Regions from separate parts of the Capsicum annuum genome. Here region 2 is linked to region 1. A link is a contact called in public Hi-C data. All regions are on one chromosome and are shown on one strand. The core of a region is the stretch at or near the end of the contact, and the rest is flanking DNA. Distances in the headings are between cores, read along the strand shown.

Region 1 (6,347 bases), core at 1,966-4,465:
CTGGGAATGTAATGTGATAGATTGTTCTAGCTCTCTCCGTCCTTAAATTAGCTGATGAAACCTCCATCTGTTTTTGACCAAAGAAAGTGTTGAATTAGTTGGACATTTTAAATAGTGGTTCAAATGTGCACAGTTGTTTTTCTCACGTCTCTGGAAATGTTTTCTTTTTCCTCACTAAATGTGTTACTGAATGGATATTTCAGGTTAGATGGGATGATCTTGATGTTTCTAGACATAATAGGGTTTCACCATGGGAGATTGAGCCATCTGGTTCAGGTCCTGTATCCAGCAGCTTGGGGATGCCTTCTGCAAAGAGGACCAGGGTTGGATTTCCAATTTCAAAGGCAGATTTTCCAATTCCTAGAGGTTTCCCTTCACTCCCTCTCTTTCTTTCTCTCATTCGCTCACACTACAGAACATATATATGCATATAGACACACACACCCATATCTCATTCCCGCTTGAATTTAGTAGTATGATGCTCTGCAGTGGTAGTAATCTTTACCTTTACTTCTTACAGATGGAATTGCAGTATCAGACTTTGGGGAATCTTCTAGGTTCCAGAAGGTCTTGCAAGGTCAAGAAATTTTGGGGATGCATGCTCCTTATGGTGGAATTGATGCTCGGAGTTCTCGTCCAGCGGGGATAAGATGCTTTCCTGGTTTTCCTAGCTCTGGGACATCTAGAATGGGAAACAGCATCAGGCCCCTGCTTGGTGACAATGACAAGTCCCATGAAAGCATTGGCTTTAGCGAATCTCTTCGATTCAATAAGGTCTTGCAAGGTCAAGAAATTTTTACCAGCCCTCCTTATGGGAGAGCTCAAGCTGGTATCCAAATGCAGGAGAAAAGTAGGACCAGTATTTTTGTCGGTATTCAGGTTCCAAGCCTTGGAAATAGGTGGTCTGGTCTTAATCTGGATAATTGCACTCAGTGCAAGCGAAGTAACATTGTCCCAGCATCATCACCACCTTCTGCACTCACTTTTCAGCATCCATGCCCTCCAGCTTCAAAGTTCCAGGCTACTTTCAATCATAAACATGGGAAGCGCGAGACTGGCAACCGGGCTTCTTTAGATATGTCTGAGAACTGCACTAGGTATCTCACATCTGGCTCACATACTGAGGACATCAGTAGGAAGGAAGATACTCAAGGAATAGGTTCTTTTGGTTTCTTAAAGGATCAAAAGCAAACAGGAATTTCTCATCTTTCTCTTGGGACACAGTCGTCACTCAAAGGCAATCAAAACTTGGTTTCCATGTGTAAAACCAGTTGCAGAATCTTTGGATTCCCCTTGACTGAGAGTAAAATAAGTGCAACTGGAGCAGAGACTCCAGCTGTTGCTGTATATTCACATGGTCTAGAAACAACGTTTCTCCCTTCAGGTGATGGGAAGTTGCAGCCAGGGCCACCATTGATGACTGATGTTGTGGGAACAAATTTTACTAAAGTAAATGACCTCTATGCAGCAAGAGATGTGCTTCTTGATATTGCTCTGTAGCAGGTGTTGGTTGTGATGTCTTGCTAGCATATGTAGATTGAAGGATGTGTGTGCAGCATTATTGATTCTTAGATTTTAGTTGGCCTGTAATCTTCTGGCTGTTGAGTGCGCAAGCATTTAGTTGCCAGTATATTGCTTATCCAGAGATGAGAATTGAGAGTTTTTAATGAAGATAGATACCATTGAGGAACGAATGTGCTTGTATGTAAGTGCCTGCACTACAAATTTTACTGATCTGCTTTCACAGGGTATCATGCATAATTTCATGAAAGTTTCATTAATGAATAAACTTTGTCCAATGGGGGAGCATAGCTGTAGTTGGTCTGAAGTTTAATTTTTGGTCGAATAATAAAAGCTTACTCTTAAGAGAAGAATTTCCCACTGTGTTTTTAAAGAAATTCTGTCCGAATAGTTTCCCAGTTGCTTCTTGTAAATTGTAATGTGCGAAGACCTAATCCAGGGATTTCGCCTTGTCATTTTCCAGGACTCTCTAGCAATCATTCGGCTTCAATTCCTTAATTTTGCTTTTGATAATATGGGTATGAGCATGACTTTTTGGGTGGTTTCACTTTGCAGGAAAATTGGCATGTATGTTCCTCTGATTTTGATGTACTATGATGCAACAATTGGAGATTGTGTTGCTGCATCAAGATGTCTGTATGATAATTGTGATCTGTTTAAAATTTGCCTAGTGGTCTTTCTTTTAGGTTTGAGATAATTTTTGTATTTGTATCCTGTACCTTCTCTAGCTTTTCTGTGAACTAACTCAAGCTCCTGTGAAAGCCGGTAAGTTTGTTGTAGGAGCTCATCTCGTGAACACTATTGTAATCGTGAAGGAATTTTCATGTATAGTCCTGTAATTAAACAGGCTAATATGGTTTCCTGTTTGTTACTATTACATAATCCTGCATTCCTGAATTTTCGTTACTGGATTATCATTCTCTTTCCATGACCTTCTGTAACGTAACTACTTTTGGAAACAGATAAATACCACAAATTATAAGTGTTATGCTAAAGAAGATTTTGATGAGTAAATGCTTCCTTCTCCATCAATTTCAGTATCTGGATTCCTCTGTACTCTTTCAACACTGCGCTCCAACATGTCCGTCATGATAGTTTGTGCATTGCCTTAATCATCCTTGTTAGTTGTAATACTGTTTTCCCAGATTCTGTAGCTGGTGTAAATGCTATCATTGATGATCACTATTCATTAGTCTGTTATATTGTGTTAACAGCTAGATTATCAGCTTGTTCTGTTATGATTGCTTATTTCTATTTTTGTTTTGATGAATTAAAGTACCTTTAATGATATACCGTTTCCTTATTTAAGAATTTCTCATACACATATAATTTTGTTGTTCAATTCAATAAGATCCTTGAAACCAGTGAAAAACAATCAACAATTCTCGTCACAGTTCACACGGCAGTAATTGCCAAATTAAGAATGTTCGAAGTACCAAAATCTTTTGATGTCCTAAAGCTTAAGCCTAAAGATATTATAAACATGTTACTTATAATATGTGCATTTTGACGTCCTTTTCTCATCACAGAATTGTGTTTGCTCGAGCATAGAACGAGGTTTCCTCTTTGGATCCCCAAAAAGGCCCCCAAAGTTGACTAACTGGTACCTGCTGCTATTACTATTTACAAAATATGCATCGTCAAAGAGAATTTAGCCGCGTTATGTCCATGTTACACATTACAAAACCAATAATATTTTAGAACTTCTCAACCATGTCATGGCCTTCGTGGATATTTGACTTTCATCTTTTGACTAACCTAACCTTTTTCCAACTCTATATAGAACAATAAATACTGAGACCACCTGATTCTTTAAAATTTCTATACGTAAGCGAACATTTCATTTCTTCAAAACTAGTAAAGCTTAGTCTATTCTTCCTAAACAAGGAAATTTTTACCCTGGGAAGAACAGACAGATATAAAAATGGCAGGTTCAAACAGCAGTAGTGCCATAACTTTGGAGACAACACCAACATGGGCTGTTGCTGTTGTGTGTTTTATTTTGATTACTATTTCCATTCTTATTGAACATGCCCTTCATCTATTAGCTAAGGTATGTCTTAATACCTCCATATCCCCTAACAAAGTAAATTCAATTGGCCCTTTAATTCCGAAGCAAAAAAAAAAGGAAACTCAGTGCGCTAAGCTTTTAACATGCATGGTGTTAGGAAAGGACTAGAATACATTGAACTATTGGACATAGTCTTACCTTTGCCTGTATTTATGTCAGAGACTATTTTGATGCTTTAAATTTGCGACCTACTACTCTCACGACAACAACATTTACTGCATTAAGCTTTCATTATATATGCATGTGGTTGGTAAAGGACTAGAGTACGTTAGTCTATTATATTATATGTAGTCTTACTGCATGTGACTGTCTATATCAATCTATGTTGCTTCTATGTTTGATTGGTTTTGAATTCATTCCTGTAGTACTTCAACAAGAAGAGGAGGAAATATTTGATTCAAGCTCTAGACAATATCAAAACAGGTACTAATTACAATAAGAAAATTTTGAATGAATATATTACTGTTTGTTGTAGCTAGCTGGAATGTTTGCTTGACTTTTGTATATAAATTTTGTATTTGAAGAGTTGATGCTTTTGGGATTCATCTCTTTATTGCTGACTGTTCTGCAAAAGCCCATTGCCAAAATCTGTATCCCAAAGGGTGCTGCTGAGACTTTTCTTCCATGCCAAAGCTTGACAACTGATGATGATGAGGAGGAGGAACCAAAATGTGAACAACAGGTATTTTTAAATGAAAGTAATTATTTACTAGTAGTGACTGAAGCTGAATTTTCACTTTGGGATTCAAAATTGTAAGTAGTAAATATACGAAGAAGTTAAAGAAAATTCTAAACATATAGTATATAGTATATACATGTAAAAAGAATTCGACCTATCTACATAGTGGATCTTTCTGGCGAAGGGGCGTCAATTGACTTCCTTTGAACAAGAGTAGCTCCGGCGAGTTGATTCAGTGTAAATATATAGATATACATTTTAGTTCCAAGTAAATTTTAATATGTAAGTGTCAATAATTTTATTTTCAGGGAAAGAAATCTTTGATGTCAAGAGCAGGTGTCCAGCAGCTCCAGCTCTTAATATTTGCTCTTGCTTTCTTCCATATTCTTTCTTGCTTCCTCACGTTCAGTCTTGGAACCCTTAAGGTAATTAATTAAAATTCTTCAATCTTTACAGCTTTTTTTCCCCCAATATTGTAAAATATCAATATTTAACAAAGTGAAATTTTACTACCAAAAAAAAAAGTTTACTGCACAATTTTCACCAATTCGATGTTCTCTACACAATTTTCACTAACTCAATGATCATGTGAGCAGTCAACTCCAAATATCATAAGAACCAAGAAAACAAATTAAAGAAGTAGGTAAATTGAAATAGAAGTCTTATTTGAACATTATATGTGCAACTTTTTAATATGATATGACATCTTCTAGACAATTTGACAACTATTTAATATGTTTCTGGAGTTGGACATTTGTAGGTGTGTTTTTGATCATATATATGTTATTCTTACTACTGTTTTGGTAAATGGTCAGATGAGAAGATGGAAATTTTGGGAGGCAGAAACAAGAACCTTAGATTATCAATTTTCACATGGTAAGTTGCCTTCTGATCAAAATAATTGATGTTCTAAATTTGAACATATTGACAAGAAATTCACTTATTTCTAAAAATTAAGAAGGATTTCTTTGTTAGATTGACAAAATTATCATGGGAATTAAGAACATGAGCAGGGCAATTTGGAAAAAAGAAATAAATACCTTTTTAATTTTGTGAAGCGTTAATTATTTTGAATGTTAAAATATCAATTATTTTAAACAGAAGGGAATATTGTATAATTCATGTTGCATATTTCATTAATTGTCTAGAAGTCTTCATTGTGTAGGGACATTAATTTTTTGTCTCAATTAAACACATTATCATATGAGCAATTATTATGTCCCATGGTAGGCTCAATATATGGAAAACGTTTCATGAAACAAAGGATTGAAGTTAGGTACGCCGTACACGAATACTTTTTAAACATTATTGAAATATTTTATATATTATACGTAATTTGTTTATTTATAATTTATTTTAAATTATAGTAGTCAATACTAACTTATTCTATAAAGTAATTTCTAATTGTGTTTTAATGATCTTAGTACTATCTACGTGTGTAAATAAATTTTAAACTTTCTAACTTATAATTAATGACACTAGTAGACAATATTTCAAATTAAGACGTTTGGTTTCAACTCATGCTCTTTCCTCGAAAGAAAAATCCTGTAGGGTGGGTTTGTTTTGTAATTGAGCTTTTGGAAGATATTTTATTTAAGAAAATAAATATCATAAAAATCAAGAAAATAATTTTTCTGAAAAAAATAAATAAATTTCATATGTACATAACATATCATGCTGATTGCACGGCTTCACTCTCAACGCTGCGCACCCCATTCCACCTCCCAAACACCGCCCCCCCCCCCCCCCCCCCCCCCCCCCCCCCCCCCCCCCCCCCCACACACACACACCAACCAACGCTCATCTCACTTCCATTGTCAAAGTGTTTGTTTAAATTACTATTATGCATAAATATTTTTAGAACAACATTTATTCATTTATTGTCAACCCACCAAACATGTAAAAACAAGTAAACAAATAATTTATTTTTAATTTCTTTCTTTTTTCATATACCAAACACACATGACATACGTAATTATCTTCTTGATCTGATATTGTCCGAAAGTGGAAATTCCAAAAGCAAACATGCATGCAAGCAATAAAATTACCTATCAAATAACGTCACAATTTCATTTG
Region 2 (6,347 bases), core at 1,617-4,116, 320 kb after region 1:
GAAACTAAAATAAATAAATTGAAACATAGAAAATATATTTATAGGATAATAGAATCATTTTCGTGATATGTCGTTTACAAATTTACAAGTATATGCTGGATTGGGGATCAACTCATCTAACACAATTGGTTACATGAATATTCAAATTATTTATGTGCTTCAAAGGTTGTTAAATTTTAAGTGTTTTCTTATGCTAATATTTTCCAATTCCAAGGTTGCTCCAATTTGAATATACTATGAGTAGTTAATAAGGAAAGAGGGTAAAAAAAGTGAAGGATAAATGAGATGAAAAGTATCAATAATTACATTATGAACTAAAATATTTTTCTTCCTATTAGTTAGTGATCAAAACGAGTCACTATTTAGAAGAAATTTAATAAATGAAAATTAAAGAGATAAGACTTCTATTGATAATTTAAACAGGTAAAGAGATAAGACTTCTATTGATAATTAAAGACTGAAAAATATGAAAAAGTGTATAATCAAGTTAATTAGTCAAGTTAATAAAAAGGTATAAAACCAGATCTTAAGTTTAAAAAATATAGTTACCATATATAACTCCTTAAATTGTGGACAAACTTGGATATTTAATTATTAAAAAAAATATTGATACCTTAACTTGTCATAATTATCCAAAAAATTTAATTAATAGTGATAAATATTAAATGCTAAATATAAAGAAATAATACAAATAATAAATATTACAAAATTGAATAACTTCATTAAATTTCATATCCAGCTTTAAAGATTGGGAAAACGAGCGAACAATTAGGGTGTGTTTGGTATGAAGGAAAATGTTTTTCTGAAAAATAAATTGGTTTCTTACTTGTTTTTCTTATGTTTGGTTGGTGGATGGAAAATATTTTCTAGTATTTGGTTGGTGAATGGAAAATATTTTTCAAAAAATATATTTTATTGTTTAGCTAAAGCGCAAAAATATATTTTAGAATTTTTTAATTTTTTTTTTAAGAAATTAAATTTTTTTTGGAAAGGGGGTTGGTAGGCGGGTGGGTGGGGGTGTCAGAATAGGTAATAGGGGTGGGGTAAGAAAAATTTTTGAACTTTTTTGGTTAAATTTTTTTAAAAAAAATTGGTAGGGGTGGGGAGTCTAATAGGAGCTGGGGGTCAGGGAAGGGGAGTGAGGGGGAAAGGGGATTGAAATTTTTTAAAAAATATATATATATATTTTTTAAGGTTGGGGGAGGGGGAAGGGATGGGAGAGGGGGAGGGAGGGTAGGGGTGTGGGGTAAGAGAAAAGTTTAAATATTTTAATAAAATATAGATATTGTTTTTAGAAGGGGCTGGCAGAGGTAGGGGAAAGGTGGGGGTGGGGGTGGGGGTAGGGGTAGGGGGTGTCGGGGTAATAGGGTATTGAGGGCGGGAGATGGAGTAGATGATTTTGAGAATTATAGGAATATTTCAACTTTAAAGTGATGTTGAAAGAGAGTTTTGAAAAATGTTTTCCTTACTTTTTTAAGAGAAGCCATTTTCCTTTAAATTAAGGAAAATAAGTTGGTTTGAAAAATATTTTTCAAAACATATAAGTCAACCAAACATAAGAAAACTGAAAAACATTTTCTGGAAAACATTTTCCTTCATACCAAACACACCCTTAAAGAACGAAATGATTGTTTTACCATTTCATATAAACATTTCTTTACGTTATCACTTTTCACTCCTTTTCCATTGCCGCGTATCAAATAAAACAACTCTTCTTTTCAATTGCCAATGGTAAAGATGTAAATTTAACTTCTTCTCACACTAAGGGCTCATTTGTTTGCACTTAATGGAAGTCTGAATCTAAATGGTTCGGACTTCAAACCATTAAGTGTATTTGTTTTTTATTGAGATTTTAGTTTTTAATAAGTCTTAATAGGTCTTAATCATTCAGATCTAGAATCAAGCCTTAATAGGTTTGAAGAGGTATTCTGATGTTAGATAATATTCACCGCCATTCTATTCATAATCATCAGTCACCACCTCTGCCACCGCCATCATTATCAACTACCACTAACCACCTCGACCATCACAATCACCATCGACAAAAAATATCGCTACCAACTACTATTGTCAACTACTACCATACCTATTATCTCTATTATTCTAATTATATTTACTGCTACCACGACCGTCAACAGCACCACCATCATCAGCCACTACCGGTCAATTCCTACTATCGATCAACTCATCTATCACTGCTAGCACCACCGCTAACTATTAATAATACATCACAACCTCCACACATTCTTCGACGGCAACTACCATTGTCACTAATAATGTCACCTCTGTCATCACTTCAATCACTATCATCACTACAATTTATCTCTATTAATAACAACCATCTCCACTATCACAACTAACATCTCCAACTAGCACCAACACATCGTCAACCATCGTGCATTCATTTTTGAGCCATCACAATCAACACCTCCAACTACTAACATCAAGCAACAACACATCACAACCATCACCATCACTACTATTAATCGTCACTATCATAACAGTCACTACAATACCAACCATCGCACTATCACCACTAAAATTACTAATTAATAACATCAATCATCGTCACCGCAACCACCATTATAAACTATTTTCAATATCACTAACAAGCATAAATATTTTTTTAACCAAATAAATAATTTTATTAAATTAAATTACATACTTTTCTGATATATAATTAATTTTTTATTTAATTGTATTTTTTATTTTATTATATAAAATATTTTTTTTACAGTTTCAAATATTGAAAAACAAACAATTCAAATCAAGAGATCATAATTCAATCATTGTGTTGTACATTCAGATTCAGACCGCAACATCTAAATCTTAAAAAAAAAAAAAAAAAAGCAAATGCAGCCATACACAGGTCTCCTTGCATTCTGTTTTTTTTTTTTCCCTCTTTTCCATTTATAAAAAAAAAAAAGTCCCCACACAAATTCGAAATCCTCTCGCTCTCCACTTTTCCCCCAAAAGTAACACCGCCAGCGTGTGAGAATATGCTGAGGTTTTTCGGCAGAGGCTCGCCGCAGCAGGATTCTCCGTCACCGTCAGCGTCTCCTTCGCCATCGCCATCTCCCTCGCCTCCAAAGCGCTCCGCTGTCAATGTTGCTACGGGACCAGCTAGGCCGATACGGTTTGTGTATTGCGATGAGAAAGGGAAGTTCCAGATCGATCCCGAAGCGCTAGCGGTACTTCGTCTTGTCAAGGAACCAGTTGGCGTTGTCTCTGTTTGTGGTCGCGCTCGTCAAGGCAAGAGCTTTATACTAAACCAGGTAAGTACAATTCGAATTTTCAGAAAAGCAAGCCTTTATATTTGTCTATATGTCTTTTTTATTCTTAGGTTATCTATGCTATTTATAGTATGCAGTATTTTATCTACCTTTGTTTATTAGGGTTAATGCTTGCAGGTGCCTAGTATAGCTGCTTAATTGTTTAGATATACTAGTTCCACAAAGCACATTGCTTTGAAATGAGAAACAGGATAGGAAGTAAATACGAAGGAACTAAAGCAGCAAGAAAACAGTCTAGGTGAATTAGGACTAAAAATTCCCTGAATGCAGCTGTTGGAGAACTATGTGTAAGTAAGTGGTTTGCAAATGTCATGTTAGTGATTAAAGCGGGGGTGAGTTTTGTAGTTCTGACTTCCGAGACTGCATTTGTTTTAGTTTGGCTAATTTTTCGCTGTGGATCCAGAAGATATTGACCAACAATGAGCGGATTTATCATATCAGCTGTATCAACAAAGATGTTCGTTGTAGATGACCAAAATAGAATCTGAAGCACACTAAGAGAATACTCATAGAAAATTCTGATCAGATAAATAAGGAACTATGCAGGTTCACTTTGGAGTTTGCTAAATTAGTCTTATAAATAACTATGGTGTTTGGACCAACTTGCTCGCACCTCAACTATTTCCATGAGGAACGTGCTATCTCTTGCCGATGCATATATCTGGTAGCTCTGTCCATCAAGGCTTGGTCAGATAAGAAGCTTGGTTTTGAACCCGAGACCTCATGGTTCTCAACTACTTTATTGACTACTAGGCCTACCTTTGGGTGCACGAGTTTGCCAAATTGTTTCTGAAATATAAAAGCATCAAAGAAGGCTAGCAAAACTGATAAGACTCATGGCGCCCAAGGGTGTGGCACAGTGGTTCAATGTAGTTGGGTTAGGTACCATGAGATGTCGGGTTCAATTCTCAACAGATACGAACACTGGGTGATTTCTTCCCATCTGTTTTGTTTTAGCCTTGGTGGACAGAGTTACCTGGTTTCTGTTACTTGTTAAGACTCATGGGGATCTAAGTTAGAAACTAGAAGCTAAGTGTGCATTCATCAAAGTGAAGTGCATAATTTAGAGAAGGTATGAAATTTGCCTAACAGAGTACAAACTCAATGACGTAACACACAAGGTGATGTGGAAGTGAGGATTGGTACTCAGGTTATCCTCAAGAAAGGAAGTGAGGATTGGTAAGGGAATAAGTAGATGCTTCCAGACGAAAACCTTGCTCTACCATTGTGCATAGAAAATGTTCAACTACTTACTAACTGGCTACCTTAATACTCGACCTTCATGCTTTCTTATTTAGGATCATGTCCTTGGTAAGTTGCTAAGTTGCTGTGTCATGTCTTGTCTAACCACCTCTTTCCAATTCTTTCTCAGTATATTCTACCTCTCCTCAAGCCTATCACCGTTAATCTCTCACACCTCCTTACTAGGGGATTTGTTGTCTTCGTCTTCATATGTTCGAACCATCTAAATCCCGATTCTCATATCTTGTCCACCACCGTAGCTACTACTCCCACTTTGTTCCGTATATCTCCATTCCTATTTTTGTCTCTTCTGGTATGCCGCCATATCTATCTAAATATTCTCATTTGCGCTATCTTCATCTTCTGTATGTGCGAACTCCCAACTGGCCAACATTCTACCCTGGACAACATAGCTGGTCTAACAATTGCTCTACAAAACTTACCTTTGAGTTTGATGACACGTTCTTATTACCTAGGTCTCCGGATGCGAGCCTCCTTTTCATCCACCTGCTTTAATATGATGTGCGACATCCTTGTGGATCTCCTCATTTCCTTTGAATATAGATCCAAGATACTTGAAGCATTATCTTTTGGAGCCTGGAGGTGACTTGTGTATCGATCCTTGCTTCCCCATTCGACTCATGTGATGCAATACTGAACTTGCCCTTCATGTTCGTTGTTTTAGTCCTGCTCAGCTTGAAGCCTTCAGACTCTAAGGTCTGTCTTCATATCTCGAATCTATTATTAACTTCGCCGGTTTTCTCATTGATCAATACTATGTTGTTTACGAAGAACATACACCACGATATGTCCTTGAATATGCCGTGTCAATTCATCCATCCCCAAGGCAAATAAAAATGAGTTGAGAACTGATTCATAGTGTAGCCCCATCTTGTCTAGGAAATGTTCCGAGTCTCCTCCCTCTGTCCTTATTCCAATCTTGGCTCTAACACATATGTCCTTAATTATTATAATGAATGCTACATGTATACCTCTAGACTCCCAGCATCTCTATAACCCCCCCGAGACTCTGTCATATGCCTTTTTAGGTTGATAAACATCATTTGTGAGTCTCTTTTCCTCTCCTGTATTGCTCCAACAATATCTTCAAAAGGTGAATGACTTCCGTTGTCGGTCGCCGGGACATGAAGTCGAATTGATTCTCTAAATTAGACACATTCCTCTTCATCCTCATCTTGATCAACCTCTCCTAAACATTCATAGTGTTGCAATTTTGAATATCACCTTTATTCTTGTACAACAGGGTCATGATGATCCACCTCCATTCTTTGGCATACTACTCGATTTGAAAATGACATTAAACAATCCAATTAGCCACTCCAAACCGACTATGTCTCTGCTATTCCAGAATTTTGCAGGAATCTTGTCTGGCCCAGTTGCTCTTCCGCTCTCATCTTGAGAATATCCCCCTTAACCTCCTCAAACTTAATACACCCGCAATGCCCAAAATCTTTGACGACTCTCAGAGTGTCCAAATCACCTAACACAATACTCCTGGATCCCCTTTCATTTAAGTGTTTATGGAAGTACGTCTGTCATCTTCATTTAATGTGCAATTTTTTCCACCAATACTTTGTCATCCTAGTCTTTAATGCATCTCACTTGATCTAGGTTGAGCCCTCCTTTCTCTCGTTTTGGACTAGACTACTTCTTTTTCCCGCCTTTGACCTGCAGAGAAGTGTCCAAATGCTGCCGTTTTAGCTACCATGACCACCATCTTCACTTCCTCACAGATGTATACCAGTCCCCATGTGTCCTCGTTTTGTCTTCGTTGTTGTTCTCCACCAACTT

The links. A called contact is a pair of places that touch in the nucleus more often than the background predicts.
Region 2: a Hi-C map of leaf shows a contact between it and region 1, with 2.9 times the contacts expected there. The contact joins the promoter of LOC107863511 here to the promoter of LOC107861196 in region 1. A contact is called at or near these places in 2 of 5 Hi-C or Micro-C datasets (leaf and placenta).

What each region holds. Positions count from the first base shown.
Region 1 is chr2:127,475,172-127,481,518 of UCD10Xv1.1, forward strand. It overlaps LOC107861196 (MLO-like protein 2), which reads left to right and starts at 3,216. Exons shown (of 14, transcript XM_016706559.2): 1 at 3,216-3,574; 2 at 3,958-4,015; 3 at 4,117-4,274; 4 at 4,580-4,696; 5 at 5,087-5,147. The coding sequence starts at 3,446. LOC107859326 (auxin response factor 3) reads left to right here. Exons shown (of 12, transcript XR_001671352.2): 10 at 204-366; 11 at 521-1,705; 12 at 2,077-2,418.
Region 2 is chr2:127,792,302-127,798,648 of UCD10Xv1.1, forward strand. It overlaps LOC107863511 (guanylate-binding protein 1), which reads left to right and starts at 2,867. Exons shown (of 14, transcript XM_016709449.2): 1 at 2,867-3,275. The coding sequence starts at 3,000.